Linked DNA regions of Muntiacus reevesi: region 2 is linked to region 1. A link is a contact called in public Hi-C data. All regions are on one chromosome and are shown on one strand. The core of a region is the stretch at or near the end of the contact, and the rest is flanking DNA. Distances in the headings are between cores, read along the strand shown.

What was found. Hi-C and Micro-C count contacts between places; a contact is called where the count stands out from the background.
Region 2: a contact with region 1 is called in a Hi-C map of muscle, with 2.7 times the contacts expected there. The contact joins the promoter of TTC39B here to the promoter of CCDC171 in region 1. A contact is called at or near these places in 2 of 3 Hi-C or Micro-C datasets (blood and muscle).

The regions. Positions count from the first base shown.
Region 1 is chr17:27,151,201-27,156,829 of mMunRee1.1, reverse strand. CCDC171 (coiled-coil domain containing 171) reads left to right here and starts at 2,578. Exons shown (of 26, transcript XM_065908260.1): 1 at 2,578-2,588.
Region 2 is chr17:27,324,087-27,329,715 of mMunRee1.1, reverse strand. TTC39B (tetratricopeptide repeat domain 39B) reads right to left here and starts at 2,288. Exons shown (of 19, transcript XM_065907755.1): 1 at 2,051-2,288. The coding sequence starts at 2,092.

The DNA of each region.
Region 1 (5,629 bases), core at 1,329-3,828:
AGATTATGATTTGATGATATGTGAGGTGGACATAAAAAACTGAAAGTTGTGGACCCAGAGTTCACACTTGCAGGAATGGATGATATCACCAAGGAAGCTAATATCGTAAACCATGAAGGTTGAGAGCAGAAACTGAGAAAGTATCCTCTTAAGGGGCAAGAAAGGGCTAACTGTTTCCTCTGCAGCAGCAAAAGGGCCAGAAGGCTGCCTAAACCCTCACCTATGCTAGAGAGAAGTCTGAACGATCAAAGTGTCAATGCAATCAAGGAGCCCAGCATCTAGTAATGACGTCATTATTGACTATAGAAGCTGTTTTGGTGAGTAGGGGTGATGGATCAAATGATATCTCAAAAGAAAGGCTGAGATGACTATTGTGACTCGAGGCTAAAAGAAAAGTGGGCTAGATAGCAACTTTTCCTACACCTTTCCTAAGTAGCAGCATGTTAGGTAAACAAGAGACAACACAGAATTGACCTTGTAATTACTAGAAACACATGGAAAATCTCCAAGTATTTGGTAACAGTCTGATTTGCGTGCATGTGTGCTTGGTTGTGTCCAACTCTTTGTGACCCCATGGACTGTAGCCCACCAGGCTCCTCTGTCCATGGGATTTTCCAGGCAAAAATACTGGAGTGGGCTGCCATTTCCTCCTCCAGGGGATCTTCCTGACCCAGGGATCGAATCCAAGTCTCCTGCATCTCCTTCACTGGGAGGTGGATTCTTTATGCCTGAGACACCTGGGAAGCCCCAACAATCTGATTTACTGTGTAATTATTAGAACTTTCTGCTCAGCATCCTTCATTAGCTCTGTTGCTTGGTAAACCAAGTATGACCTAGAAGGCCCTCTGTGATCTCCACCATGTCATCTTACTCCCAACACATTCCCAACCCCAAGATCACACACACAGAGCTTTCTTCAGTTTTTCAAATGCCTCATGCTGTTTCCTTATCCTGATGTTTGTAACTTCCATGTTTTCCAATTTCTTCTAACTTGGTCAATCTATAACCATCTTCCCAGATTGAACTTAAAGCTTTCTATAAAGCTTTTCTGGTTGTCCAGGGTTGACATTAACAGTGGAAAAGACCTTGATGCTGGAAATAATTGAGGGCAGGAGGAGAAGGGGGCGACAGAGGATGAGATGGTTGGATGGCATCACCAACTCAATGGACATGAGTCTGAGCAAACTCTAAGAGTTGGTAAAGGACAGGGAATCCTGGCATGCTGCAGTCCATGGGGTCACAAAGAGACACGACTTCGGGACTGAACAACAATCACAGTGGTACCTTTGGTATTTCTTGCTGTACAATATTCACTTCTGTGATTTTGCTAAAACAACAAAAAAAAATTATAAATATTTAAAACTTGTAAAAAAATTGGCCCTAATATCGTTAGTTTGCTGTAACTTCCATTTTCCTTTCTCCATGTTACAGTGGGCTATTTTTTCCTTTCCGTAAACTCTTTGAAGCAATTATCTTCTTTCTGCCTAGACTATTAAGAAGTGAGATGTGCCTCCTTTCTTAATCTAAATGACTAAACTCAAGCCAATTAAAGTTTCAGTGCTACACGAATCAGGGAGGGCTTAATCTCAATTGGTATTTGCATTTATGACCGTTGCTTCTCCTGGGGAAGACGGCCTCTGTTACACCTGGTTTCAGGTTGATTACAATCGACACGGGACTATTTTAGCATAAAAGGCTCGATTTGTATTAAACACCTTTTTGGGAAGAGAAGGTAGTGGTGCTGAAGAAAAAATCCTTTATCAAAATCCTGCCAGTTTGCACTGTTCTTTGGGGAATAGGCTTTCAATAGCCAAGGAACAAAAGAGCTTTTGGTTTTCCAATCTCCCTGAGGCGTTAGCGGCTTCCAGGAGAAATCTTAAGTGTAAATTATCAACGAGGAAAGCGTGTGTTGTGTGTGTGTTGCGGGGCTGGGTGGGGGCGTAGGAAGAGGAGGAGGGCAGGAAAGCAAGCAGGCGCACACGCTAAGGTTCCGAGGACTTTTTCGCGAGGTACCTGTTTATGTAATATTTATAGTTAGAGGCGCTGCAACGGCATCAGCGCACTGACCCGCACTTTCGGCTCCGTTTACAAGCACAAGCTGGGATACAATGGGGGTGGGAGGAGGGGACTAGAAGCGTCGGGCAGTTGGGAGCTTAGACTGCGGGAAACCAGCCACTGGTGCAGAAGCCGAGCCCAGAGAATTTCCCCCTGGCTCCAGACTATGGACCCCGAAGGAGGGCGGTGATACTAAGGGTCGGCAGGGGAGCTAGCGTAAATATGGAGCACCTGGGATTCGACTTCTTAAGATTTTTATTCAGTAGGCGGGTTTCTGAGCTAGGGCTTGGAAACCGGCCTGTTCAGCCAGCTCCCTGGGGATTCTAGGATGTGACCCGGGAACCTCACGCCGAGACTCTTCCAGGGCGCGGGACCTGGCGTGCTCACGCGCGGAAAGGACGCTCCAGGAGCGGGGCCGCGCGCGATCGCTAGCGCGCCGCTCCCCAGCAACAGCGCATGCGCCGGTTGCCTTCCAGTGAGGCCGCGCAGCTCCGCGGGCCCGGATCCTCCAATCCGAGCCCGGCGTTCTCCGAGTGCGTATCCTGGAGCTGCGGGCTGCGGGAGGCGGGAGGAAAGGGGCAGGCCGGGGCGGGGCTAGGGGCCCCCCGAAAGTCTGCGGAGGTCTGCTAGAGAAGTCTAGTCTCCGGAAGTGGCCGTTGTAAACACAGTCGCTCGGGGGCTGGTCTCCCTTCTTTCCCCGCTGTGCTATTCGTTTCCCTTCCCCGGGTCCTAGAGTCCGTCGGGTTCCAACAGTTTTTGCTCTGACCCCGAGGTCGGCCGGGGCCTCTTTCTGCCTTTGAGATTTGAAGCTGCCCCAGGGGCCGCGGCTGTGCAGTTTGGATCGCGGGAGCCCCCTGAGGTAACCATCAGATGTGGGTGGAGGAGAAAGACGGGCTGGGAGGTGTTGAGAGGAACGGTTATAGGGGGGCTGCAGTTAAGGTTATGAGGGACCCTGAGTTAGTTTGAGGCTGTTCTGTCAATGGGGGCTCGCCTCCAGTTCCTTGGGCTGGGCCTTTCCGCCCACCTGGAGAAAGATGCTTCTGGATCATCCTAGCCAAAGACCACTGCCTCAGAACACAGAAGACAGGGTAGGGTCCAGAGGGCAGGACTCAGAGCCTGGACTTGGAGCTTCTTAAGTTTACAACTCCGGATTGCCGGGCTCTTTCCCTCTCAAGAATCAGTAAGTCCTTCGAGGACAAGAACCAGATCATTTTCATCCCTTTTAATAAAAATGCCAGCCACACACTAGACACTTTATAAATGTTTGATAAGTGAAAGAATGAGTTGTGCTAGGCTGTCTTCTGTAGCTTCATGTACATGTAACTTCATGACTCTTAAGAGAAAAGAGAGCTCTGAGTTGCTCCGTGGCTGTACGATTTCTGCAGAAGTGGAGTCTCCTTTTGACTGTTCTTTATTCCAGGTGATATTTATCCTAGGCAGTTCCACCCCCCTCCCCCCCCGTTTTAAGCAGATCGCCAATGATAACCACTTAAATTTACTTGAGAACCAATTTCAGTTGGTGTCCAAGTCTTTTGAACACATTACACATTGATGTTTATTTAGTTGTTTTCATAATCTTGAAGGAGAGAACCTACCATTTTTTGTCACTTGTTTTATTGAACAGTTAGTGTCTAGTAACAAAACAAGCAGAGAGCAGGAAAGGAACTTGGTTTCCCATGAAATGAGGAAACAAAGGCAGTACAACCTTCACAAGAAAAGATGAAAGCAGTTATTTTAGTTTGGAGCTTTCTGTATCAGTCCTCGTGGAGACTTTTATTAGCTGTGTGACCTCAGGCAAATCACCTAAGCTCCCTGGGCATTAAAATGCCTTATCTGTCAGATAAGAAGGATAGACTGGATCTCTGAAGTCTCATTTAATCCTAAAATAATTTGATTGCCTCAGCCCATTTGTCTTGGTTTTGTTTTGATAAAAGAACCAAACATCTTTTTAAAAGGTGAAATATGTTTGCTAATAGACACCCATACTACAGATGTGGTTAGTATTGAAGACAGCACTGTGTTATGAAAGAGAATGAATTTAGGAGTCAGCCACAATATGAACTTGAATTCTAACCCCCCCACTGGATATCTTTATACACAAGTTACTCAGCCTCTCCAAGCCTCAGTGTTCTCATCTGTGAAACATGCATAATAATCTGTAGGGTATTGGGAAGATTCACTGAGCTCAGATATGTTTAATGTAGTGTCTGGTATGCAGGAAGTGCTCAATAACAGTCTTCATCTTTTCATTCTCCCTGCCCCTCCCCTTTCCCCTGATCTGTGCAGACACACTAAGAGAGATCATTGTGTTCTGGATGACCTACAGAAGGGCTCAGATGTGAGACAGGAAAACTTCTTGCCAGTAGCAGCTCTGAAATCTAAAACAGAATTGTCTTCTTGGCTGGTACTTACTCTCAGGATGTCCAGACCATTGATCCCTTGTCCTCAATTGCCCCATAACTATTTCTAAAAAACTTCTTGACGAATGATGTACTAAACATCCCCTCATGTTTTGGGGCTTCTCTTGTGACTCAGCCTGCAATGCGGGAGACCTGGGTTCAATCCCTGGGTTGGGAAGATCCCCTGGAGAAGGAAAAGGCTGCCCACTCCAGTATTCTGGCTTAGAGAATTCAGTGGACTGTATAGTCCGTGTTTTGCATGGACATGGCTGAGCGACTTTCACTTTCTTTCATCTGTTTTAGTGGGAATGGTGAGAATTAGACCAACTTCACTACCAAGAGAACATAAAGATAGTAACACATTAATGTAAGAAACTGATTTAAACTTTGCCTTTATCCATCACTGCCCAGTGGGTGCCCTGCATTTGGCCCAACTCTGGAAATCCCTTCTGGATTGAGAAATTAACTGGACGTCTGGGTCATCTTTTATTAAGACCCTGACTTGTAGTTTGGATGTGTGGAAAAATGATCTGTGTTTAAGAACTTGGCAGTACGGAGCAGAAGTGCTTCCCTGACTTGTGAGGGAAGCCACGGCGTGAGCCGTGTGTTAAAGGTTAATGGCAAAGGTACGGAGCAAAGCTCTGGAGATAGCTAATTTGGATTTGAATCCTTACTCTGTCACTTACTAGAGATGTCACTTTGGACAAGTGATGGAGTATCTTTAAGCCCCAGTTTCCAGGGTATAAAATGGGGATATTAACAGTATCTTCCCCTTGGGGTTGGTGTAGAGTGAAATGAGATAATCTAAGTGTGATATCTGGAGAAGGGATGTTTATATGTGCACAGTAGGAATGATGAGGGAAGGGTATGGCTTTGGGGTATCAACTTGTTCACAGATAATGGAATTATACAATATGTGTCCTTTTGTGTCTGGCTTCTTTCACTTAGCATAATGTTTTCAACATTCATCCATGTTGTGGCATATATTGGTACTTCATTCCTTTTTATGGTTGAATAATATGTCATGTTGTTTATATATTGGCAAATTGATGGATATTTGGGTTTTTACTTCTTGGCTGTCTATGAATAACGCAGCATGAACGTCTGTATACATCTTTTTACAGAAGTCCAGTAGTTATCTTAGAATATGTCTTGGTGTTGCTTGTGCTGGGTTC
Region 2 (5,629 bases), core at 1,039-3,538, 170 kb before region 1:
GCTAGACTCTCTGCTGCTTTGAAACCTAATTTCCCCCACAGAGTTAGAGCTATCCTCCCTAGCCAATGCCTGACATTTGGTTCACCTTGCAAGCAGACAGCACAGCTAGCGTAGCCCTATGTCTCAATACCTATTGTCCAAGCATTCTCTCCCAACAATGCCCTGACCTAAACAAATACATCTAAGTGTTGCAAAACAAATAATCACAATTAAGTGCTGCAAATCTTTTTCATCAAGCCCAGGAATTTAAACTTTTCACTCCACCTTTACTAGCTACTCCCAATCTTATTTCCTCAGGCATAACACTTATTAAAATTGTTACACATAGAAAAGTGGCTGGGAACTAGGCTAGCACATCAGATTGAGACCACACTGTAAAGAGCCTTGCATGCCAAGAACGTACGTGCAGGCTAAGTTGCTTCTGTCGTGTACAAATCTTTGCAACCCTATGGACTGTAGCCTGCCAGGCTCCTCTGTCTGTAGGATTTTCCAGGCAAGAACACTGAGGTGGGTTGCCATGCCCTACTCCAGGGGGATCTTCTTAACCCAGGGACTGAACCTGCGTCTCCTATGTCTCCTGCATTGTCAGGCAGGTTCTTTACCACTAGGGCCATACAGCTGAGAGTCATAAAAACCTTTAAGGGAAACAGTGAATGCATAGTCAAAGCACCAGGAAAGTGTTACGACTTTGATTACAGAAAAGATCTAACACAGGAGGAACGAAAAAAAGCTGGCTCCAGGTCATACCAAAAAGACAGTCTATAGCTACAAATAAAGAAAGGCTGTCACAGACGAAAATGGCAACGAATAAGCCATTTCATCCTTTGCTTTTATGTGTAATTTAAAAGGTTCAACAATAGATGCAGCCATGGACGCTCTAGTTCATTGATCGGTCGTCTTGAGGTCCTCCTTGGAAGGCACAGGCTGTAAGAAAGCTTCTGGACAGTCGTGTAAAAGAGCTGGAGTTTGGGTTTTGTTTTGTTTTATTTTAAGGGCTACATTTAAAACACAGTATTAGTTGCGAGGAGTTTCCCGACATTGAAAAGATGGGCAGGCCTGTCAACTCCAAGGTCTTCCACTATTGCATCATTTGAAATGAAGCCTCCTCAGGCAGCGACTCGTAAAATTCAAGTCAGGTAAAATGGCAGCAGCAGCAGCTGCCTGTGCCGCCGCCGCTGGCGGCTTCAACTTCAAGAGCGAGAAAGAGAGCGTGTCTCTGCGGAGCTGCCAACTGCTCGCAGCAAGTCAATAAATCAACAGGTCCTGCGCGCGCGCCCGAGGGTGCTCAGACCCCGGCGTGCCAGCCACAGGAGGAAGTGGCTAATTATTTAAAGGCAGTATAGAGACCGCAGTTGAAGGTCGGAGTCGGTTCTCCCTGCGCCTTCCCTCCGTCTACCACCCACTCTGGGAATCTGATGTTGAAAGCACCAATTTCTGGGCTGCTGCTCCAGGCCCCTAGCCCTCCAACTCAAGGGCAGCTCTGCCTCGCCCGCTGGTGCAGACACCCCGAGGGCTCCTTCTTCCTCCTGCTGGCCCCCTCCTCTCATCGACTGCAAGCCCTTCGATTCTGCCACCGGAAACTTCCATAGAAGGTGAGATTCCCAGATCAGGAGACGGTTCCACAAACTCCAAAGCGCCAGTGTCGGAACTTCAGGGTCAGACCCCATAAAGCCTAGGCGTCCCTAGCAAGGCTCAGAACTGCTCTATACTGCGGGTCCTGCGCTCCGCATGCTCGCACCCCTCCACCAGCCGCCCGGTCGCGGTGCCCTCGCTTCCCACAACCCCAGGCGTGATGCCTGGAACCTCAGCAGCGCCTCCGATCCGAGCGCCGCAGAGACCCTCCTCGCTCCAGCAGGGACGGACTTCCCAAGGTCGGGTGTCCCCACTCGCAACCCCCGTCTCCTCCTCCGGGCGGGCGACTGTAGGTTCCAGACAGGCAACCGAGGGGGCGGGGCCTTGGCCGTCCCTGCCGAGCTCGCTCAACCCTGCCGAGCTCGCTCATCCCTCCCGGGCTCCAGGGGTAGTGCCCACACTCCCCACCGGTCAGTACCTCGTCCACTTCCAACTCTGCTCCGTTGCCGACGAGCGCCATGTTCCTCCTCCGGCTGCCGCCGCCCAAAAACCAAACAGGGAGCTCAGGACCAACTCAGTTTCTCAGCCCAGCGCCAGCACGGGAGGAAGAGGGCGGCCCAGCGCTCCCGCCGGGTCCCAGGCGGGGCCAGCGCGCGGCTGAGCAAGTGCTTTCCCCGCCCCCGGCGCCTGCACATCCGCCGAGCATCCATTTCTCAAGCCGGCGCCGGGTGGCCCCCTCGACATAAGCTCCGCCCCCTGCAGGCCTCGCCCCACCCTCTACGAGGCTCTGACTAGAGAAGCCAATCAGATTCTTGCAACGCGTCTCCACCTCCAGACAGCATCCACTTCGGATCCCCTTGGGCGGTCATTCCGTGGGCGGAGTCACTTTGTGGGCGGAGTCACTCGCGAACCTGGCAGGTCTCGCCCACCCTGTGGGAAGGTATTGAATACCTAGGAGTATTCTAGCGCTCTGTGCGGAGGCTATTGCTCGCCAGCGGCCAAGGGAGCACCGGCTTAGCGTGGCCAAAATGAAAGCCACGCTATCCCCGAGGCCCATTTGAAGCGTCCACCTGGTCCTGAGCCAATGCCAAGTCCCTTCCCTCGCCAAGTGGGCACTGCGTCTCGCAAATGGTGAGGCCAGAAAGCAACTTCGCGTCAAGGTCACCAGTCACCCAGAGGTCTTTGTCATTCCACCTACCCAGACACTAGGTGAGGGACATCGTCTTCCCATACAGGGATGATGTGTTTGCTTCTGTGTATGTCTGATAAATAAATTAAAAATCATGAGACAGATATTTATGCAACTTAGAGTTCTCTTCTTCCAATATTCTGTCACAATGAACCCTTTTGTAATCCCAAACATATGTGCGTAAATCGTGCTTGATCTATATACCCATGAGAGTAGGGATGGGTTGCTGTGTCTTCTTCAAAGTTGTATTCCCAACACCTAGAACAGTGCCTTGCAGTGGGTGCTCAAAAAATATTTACTGGCTTCCTTTAGAAATTGATTCCTGTGTCTAACACAACTGAAAAATTATGAGCTGAATTTTGGGAGTATTGAGGGGGGCATTAGTCAGCTTTATTTTACATGCAATAAAATTCACCAGTTTTAAGCTGCTAATTTGATAAATGTTTACAAAACACCATTCCAATCATATTTTAGAACACACTGATAAAGTTCCCTGTGCCTGTTTGCTGTCAATTTCTTTCACCCACTCTCTGGCCTGGGGCAACCACTGATCTGCTTTCTATCACTTCATCTTGCCTTTTCTAGAATTTCATATCTATAAGTTAATCATAGGGCACATGGTCTTTTGTGTCTGGCTCATGAAAGGCATTTAATGGTCATCCAGCGACAACTACAAAGATTACTAACATTTATTGAGTACTTCCTATGCTCCAGGACTATCCTGAGCCCCTTGTTTAATTTACATCATCTATCCTTCGTAACCCCATGAAGTAGATACTGTTAACTTACAGATGAGTAAAATGAGGCTCACAGGGTTCAAGTAATTTGTTTGCAGTCAGACATCTATTAAGGAAGTAAGAATGCCAGAATCTCAACTTCAGCAATCTGACTTAAGGGTGTGGTGGTAACCATTGTTCCACACTGCCTCCAACCACCACCTTCCCCTTCTCTCTCCCTATTTCAGTAGAGCAGCTGCCAACACGTGTCTGTTACACGTACTTTCAGTGAGTCACCTTTGCATCCTTGAAACTTGCTCTACAGTTTTAATGAGTCACTACGTACCTTTATACTAGAAAAATGAAATGGTTCTACCTCACAAGCAGATTAGATTATGGTGATGACTGCACAACTTTACGATTCATTGCAAATCCTTGAATTGTATCACGTAATGGGTGGATTTTGTGCCCCTATATATTATATTTCAGCATCACCACTTTTAAAAACAAGCTAATACATTCTTGCAGCACTCTTAGAATCAGGTATGTGAGGCTAGAAGGGACCTGGGGTCATTTAATTACAATACCCCTGAAAGTTTCCATTCCTCCCCCAACCTCCTGTTTATACTTAGATTTCTGAGGCTGGATTTCCTGTCTGGGTCCAGATCCCACTCCTTATTACTCATGCATGATTCCCTTTTTTTAAAGTTCATTGGCTCCCAAATTAATATCACATTTTTTAACATTAAGCCATCTCGTGGTGACTTTTTCCTCTCCTGTATGCTTTGTTATTTTCTTTCAATTTCAACTCCTCAAATTTTAAAGAGATACAAAAGAACTTGGCTCTATTGAGTGGCATGATGATGTCAAAGTGAGAATCAAGTTTAATTTTTCAGAAATCATTCTTATAAATAAAATTTGGTAGTCTCTTTTTTAATCAGAGACCAAATCTGAAACCCTGTGTATTTTAAATTCATGTCACTAGATGAGTAGCATTCCTGTTTCTGAGGGAGCCAATTATGAACACAGAATGAATAAGTGTGACCTAGCCCCTGGAACATATAATCAAATTTGCTGTGCTCATGGCAGATGCCAACTTCCCCTTCTTGCACATGTGTGATTCTACAAGATTATGAATCACAAATATAAAAGAGCTTTTTGCAAAGAATAATTAAAATGAATTCATTTCTGTAACAGAATTCCCCTTTCCAGTTTGCTGATCATGATGTACTCTATCAGTCAAGTGAGATTAGTCAAACATTCCATTTCCCAAAAGAAACTAGAATTAAAAAAAAAAAAAAAAAATATATATATATATATATATATATATATATATATATATATAAAAGAAGCTAGAATAGAGGTTCTGCAAAAACAGTGTCCGAATTTTTTTTTTTTTTTAAGATACATCTACTGGGAGCTGTTTGAGTTTCAAATCTTGCAGACAATCTAATCTTTAGTATTCCTAAACCTGTTTACCTTTAGCACTTGTAAGGTTTTTTTTTTAAGTTGATGCATGCATGCTAAGTCACTTCAGTCATGTCTGACCCTTTGCAACCCTATGGACTGTAGCCCTCCAGACTCCTCTGTCCATAGGATTCTCCAGGCAAGAATACTGGTTTGGGTTGCCATGCCCTCTTCTAAGGAATCTTCCTGACCCAGGGATCAAACCTGAATCTCTTATGCGTCCTGCATTGGCAGGCAAGTTCTTTACCACTAGCACCACCTGGAAAGCCCTTTTTAGTACCTTCATCATTTGTGTAGGAGAGAGAATGATTTTGCATTTAGAAATGAAAAATTTTAGATGCTTGTTTCATATCATTGTAAGTCATGCGTTTGTCAGTGGCTTTGTCCCACATTCATATCTTAGCTCAACAAGGAGAACTTCCCCTTCTAAATTATCCCTCCTTCTCTGTCACCCACAAGGTGTCTTCCTGCTGCCTTAGCACTTATCACTATCTGAAAATATCTTGTTCATTTTTCTGTTTACTTGCTTGTGGTCTATCTCTGCCAACAACAACATCCACACATTAGCTGTGATGTAAGCTCCATGAGGGAAGGAACCTTGTGTTTTGTGTCTACAACAAAACCCTAGTGCCTAACACTTAATGAATATTTCATAAATGGTTATTGAGTGAATGAATGAAAGTAT